Linked DNA regions of Zea mays: region 1 is linked to region 2. A link is a contact called in public Hi-C data. All regions are on one chromosome and are shown on one strand. Each heading gives the region's core, a stretch centred on a gene start, on an enhancer-like site or on the middle of the called end of the contact. The rest is flanking DNA. Distances are from core to core; before and after follow the strand shown. Region 1 holds the start of LOC100283054 (gtk16 protein). Region 2 holds the start of LOC100279294.

What was found. Hi-C and Micro-C count contacts between places; a contact is called where the count stands out from the background.
Region 1: a Hi-C map of leaf shows a contact between it and region 2, with 7 times the contacts expected there. The contact joins the promoter of LOC100283054 here to the promoter of LOC100279294 in region 2. A contact is called at or near these places in 3 of 25 Hi-C or Micro-C datasets (ear and leaf).

Annotation. Positions count from the first base shown.
Region 1 is chr1:271,756,207-271,758,906 of Zm-B73-REFERENCE-NAM-5.0, forward strand. It overlaps LOC100283054 (gtk16 protein), which reads left to right and starts at 1,265. Exons shown (of 4, transcript NM_001155956.1): 1 at 1,265-1,717. The coding sequence starts at 1,458.
Region 2 is chr1:271,575,056-271,577,755 of Zm-B73-REFERENCE-NAM-5.0, forward strand. It overlaps LOC100279294, which reads right to left and starts at 1,446. Exons shown (of 9, transcript NR_158727.1): 1 at 186-1,446.

The DNA of each region.
Region 1 (2,700 bases), core at 15-2,514, 180 kb after region 2:
CATAACTAAATTTGGTCGAGACCCTCGCCTTCGTGCAAAGCCAGATATCAACATGTTGGCAAAATTATTAGAATGTTGGCCTACCATAGAGTACGATGTTTCAGATTGCAAACAAGTAAGCTATACTCTTTCATCATTTTTGTAATCTTGTTTTTTTCTCTTACTTGAACTATTTTTTTAAATTGTAGATTCTATTGTCCGATTCTTTCTTGGGTCACTTCACCTTATATGTACTTAACATGGACACTAGAAGCATCTATATAATGTACTCCATGCCTATACCATCATGGTTTAAGGGTGATGATCCTAACATGCATTATATCCATAAAATACATTATATTGGCAATAATATGAATGCTGCCATGGAATTGGCCAATCCTATATGGAAAGACGATATTTATATGTGGTGTCGTATAGTACCAACATGAGTTCTAAGAACATTAAACTGGTAATTTTTTTAACCTGAACAACTTATTAATTTGGTCTACATATATGTAACAACATATTATTTTAATTTGTAGGGATTTATCCGCCTTTCTTGTTATCAACTTTATGCACGTTTGGAATGGTATAAGGTTATCCTGCATTTGCACCGTGAGTACCCTATTTGTTCCAATACTTTGTCAATATCGTTCTTCTATAATTGATTATTAATTGAGTTCAATGATATGTAATAATGAATATGCAGAATGGGAATGTCTTGAGGACCAAATTTTTAGTAGAATTAATGAAGTACAAGGACAATGAATCCAAAGACAACATTCCAGAAGAAATACAAGAAATTATTAGACACATCAGATAAATATGATTTTATTTGTAATGATACTCAACTTTTACAGAAAATTATTATCCTTAATGTATATTCACTTCATTTTAATTTGTCGTCTTACTAAGATTTCAGCGTTTATTAATAATAATAAACAAATATTCATATTTTTGCACATCTTATTATCCTAATTAATTTTTATTGTCTTTTAGGTTCGTTGTATCGTTAATACGGGCATACTACTAGTATTTATAGAGGTAAAGATAGGTAAAGATGAAAATACTGTACTTGTCGTCGTAGTGTCACGAGGAAGTCTTGGTCACCAGAGGCCCGGGAAATAACTGGGCCAAGTCCAGGCCCTGTAGACAAGTCAAAAGACAAAATACACATCCGGGCACATCCCACCCAATCGACGTGCCGGATCAAACACGCCCCCCCTCCAAAAGAAAAAAAAACAAAAAAGCCGAACAAAAAACACGACGCGGCACAGAACATAGCACCGCACCACCGCACCGGGCCTCCTCCGAGTCTCCGACCTCCTCCTGTCTTCGGTGTCGTCGCCCGCCTCCCCATGAGGCCGCCCTCGAGACATGCCTCGTAGCCTCGGCGTCAGTAGCAGCAGCAGCACCAGGCGCTCCCTCCGCGTCGCGCCCCCCGCCTCACCCCCGCTGCGGCGGCCGCCGTCGCCGGCATGGCCATGCCGTTCGCGCGCCGCGACATCGAGGCGGCGGGCGCCGGCGCCAGCAGCGACGACTCTCCTGCCGCTAAGAAGGGCAAGCCCGAGCTCGCAGGGGCGCGCCCGGCTTTGACGAGGTCCGAGGCGTTCGCGTTCGCGGCCGTGCTCGCGCTCTTCACCGCCGGGATCTTCTGCGTCTTCCTCACCGCGCCACGCGGCGAGTTTGGGCAGATCCTCCGCCTCCCGCGCAGCCTTGCCGACGTCCGCCTTCTCAAGTACGCATATCCCTGCCCGCTTTCTCTTTGTTCCCCCGATCGGCCTTTTATTTGGATCAGGCTTATTTCGTATCTGAGGCGCGTAGTGTAAATCATGCTGCAAGCATGGTATCTATTGATTAATTAGTGCTACTTTGGATGTGATTTCGGATGCCGATTTCTGAGGACTAGGCTGTTCTTCAACATCAGAATAACTTGATGGAGGTGTGAGATTTCGTGATGCGTGAGATCGAAGATGAACACATGGTTCAGTCAAATAATACTGAAGCTATGTTTTAGTAGATGCAAATTTAGACAGTTAGGAACATTTGATATGTTGGTTACCAATTTCAATGAAGGGGACAAAAGAGGGCTCCTTTCCTATCTGATCTTGCAGCGACTCCACATGGGAGACGTTGTCTAAGTCAAAACCTCGTTAGGAATAAGCCAAGACTAGGAGCTAATTGGCTGTACTGCCTGTACAGAGTTCAATAGCGTAAATGTCGTGGACAGCGACTGGCTTTCTTTCTTGCTGTAAATTCTATCTCTCGGGAGTCAGTACTCAGTAATCAGTAACACTATAATTCTTCTCAGGTTATTTAGCAGGGGAAATTTGCAAGTATATTGGGCTTGCAAGTCAATTTTTCAAAGCTTCCCATTACCATCATCCATACAAGAAAGATGCTACCCACATTTATGTTGGGTTTTACATGTTAGAGAAGTATTTAGTTGTAGATATAATATAAGCACTGGCCAATGCTGTTGTGGTACCAAATTAACTAGTTACAGTTTTTTTTGGGACTACTGTACCATTACCATTTTTGTTGAAAAAAGTAAATATTCCCATTCTATCCATACCTCCTGTTGAGGTTTGGTACGAGTTCCTTAGGCTTTGTTGTGCATCCAATACAATAATTTGAATCTTGTAAAGTTACTGGCACTAATATAAGATCCTGAATCTAATATGATTCAAGAGCTAGGTTTATTTTGTAGTTTTCCATCAA
Region 2 (2,700 bases), core at 196-2,695:
GGGGAGTATCTTTTGAGGTAATGTAGTAAAATATAATAGAAAGTACAGATATGGGATAAATGTGGGGGGAATGGTTGGAGATGGTATTAGACCAAAGGCTTATATTTTGAGGTGACTGATGAGTAACAAAGTAATTATGCAAACAACATGATATCACAGTAATATTCATAAGCACGGGGACTTACTCACTGATCCCCTCGTACACCATCCCAAATGAGCCGCTTCCCAGAAGAGCACCACGCATCCATGATTTAATGTTCCGCTTGAACTTGCCATTCGGTGAAATGATGAACATGGCCTCCGTGGTTGTACTGGACGCGTCATCATCATTCGTCGTCGACAATGAAGAAGTTCCAGTGAACCCCTCGAAAGTCTCTCCTATCCTCAATTCCTTCAGCTCGCCCTCCACCGCTGCGTCCCCATCCTCAACATCATTCTCTTCCTCTTTGTCCGAATTGCAACGACTGTCGACACTTCCTCCCAGTCCCAGTTCACTTCCCTGATCCCTGGGAGCAAACGACTGCACAATGTCCCAAGCGGACCCAGTCATGTCATTGTCAACGAAGGACCTCCTAACTGGCGGAGGAGCTAGTGCACCAATTGGCGGAGGCGGGGAGAGTAAAGGCGGCCGTGCACCCCGTATCCCTACCTCCCCGCCTCCCCTCCTTGGCGAAGGCAGGGGCAAACCCCCGACGGGAGCCACGACAGCAGAGGCAGGGGCAGCGTTGGGTGACTCCTCGGGCGCCGCAACGGTAGGCTCCTCCGCCGACTCGGTGGCGGTGGAAGCAGGCGAAGAGTGGAGTGACTCCTCGGGAATGGGGGCAGGGAAGGAGCGAGTCGGCTGAGCACCGGGCGCCGAGACCGCCCGCGCAATCGGCGAGGTTTCGTCGGCGGGTGTGGACGGGTCGAGGCGGGAGCGCGGGAGGAGGTCGGAGTTAGACCGCGACTTGCGCGCCTCCCAGGCCGCGACGGGGACGGCGAAATCCTCGGGCCCCGAGAGCCCCAGGCTGCGGCAGAGCTCGTCGACCTCCCCCTCCACGCTCCCGCTGATTCGGAGGTCCGCGCCGGGGGCAAGGTCCAGGGAGCGCGAGGGCCGGAGCCCCGGCGAGCGCTGCTGCTCCGCGGAGGACGAGGACGACCACGACGCGGACGCCCCCGCGCTCGCCTCGTACTCGATGCGCTTCACTGCGTTGCGGCGATCCAACCGCGGGCTCCGTCCGCGGCTCCCGCTCCCGCCGCCGCCGCGGCTGCTGGAGTCCATGGAGGCGTCCGCCCCGCCGCGGCGGCGGCCGGAGGACGAGCCGGAGGAGGACTGCTTACGGCTCCACGAGAACATCTGGATCCATACAGGGGGAGCAGCTCACACCTAAAATCTAAGCTCCATGGGAGCCGGAGCGCGTCGGGATTCGGACTCGGTTTCGCACACGCTGTTGCGCCGCAGCATCGGGGAAGGATTGGGGGAGGAGCTTGACTGCTTGCGAGAAGGGTATGGCGTGTGCCTTGGCATCGTGGTTGGAAGTGAAATTTCATTCTACAATACACTGCACAAGCGGCGAACACTCTTTCGGGTCTATGCTAGGTGGGCCGCAATTACGCAGGGCCCAGTGGAAGAGACGTGGAGGCTAGCGGCTGGCAGTTCTGTGGGTGGGTTTAAGGAAGTGGCGGAGCACTGGCGGGACGCGGGTTGACTGCGACGACGAAGGGGTGGTGCGGTAAAGAAGGGGTTGAGACAGACCCGCGTGGGGGCCGGCGTCAGTGGAAGAACACGAAGGAAATGGCTGCCGTCGGCTTGGTGGATGTGAGGTCAGTGTGGGCGGGACGGGAGCGGGAGCCTGTAATGGCCTAATGGGAACGGGGCTGCAGCCTAGACTAAACCTCCACGCTGTCAACGGCGGCGGCCGCGCACTGCGGCGGTTACCGGTGACTATAGGTGTACATTCGTGCCGCCCGACCCGGCCCAAGTCCAAAAAGGCCTGTATTATTTGAATTTCAGGCTGGCCCATGGGCCTAGTCCTCGGCCCACGGCCCGACCCATAATTGCTTAAACGTGTCGGACTTATTTCGGACGGCCCGAAATTATAAAAGCCCGAAATTCAATTTTTGGCCGAAATTCACATTAGGGCTCGAAATTCAATTTTTGGCCCGAAATTCAGTTTTTGGCCCAAAATTCACATTAGAGCCCTAAATTCAAAATAATAATAAAACAAATAAAAGACAAGACAAATAAATTTGAACAAAATCAAACTTAATATTTATATTAAAGTTACCACAGCTATGAAATGACTACCTTGTTTATAAATCATTTTGTTAGAAGGAAAAAGAGTATAATCAGCTCGATACAAAGTCTGTAAGTTCAATTTATTGTCTAATGTTCATAACAAAAGTAAAATTACATGACACACTCTAATTCAAAGCTATAAAAAACATTTAACTAGCGTTATCTCTAGCTTTGTGTTCTTTATCAAGTATATGAAAGTGTAGAATAAAGTGTGGTTTTAATAAATATATAGGCCTTTTCGTGCCTCTATATGTCATTTCGTGCCTGCTTTAAACGGGTCGTGCTCGTGCCCGCCCATGGGCCATGACCTCGGCCCAAACCCGACCCGATATAACGGGCCGACGGCCCTAAATTATTTTGGGTCATGTCGTGCCTGGGCTGTGTTTTTTTTCGTGCTTCGGATCGGCCCATCAGGACCGGCC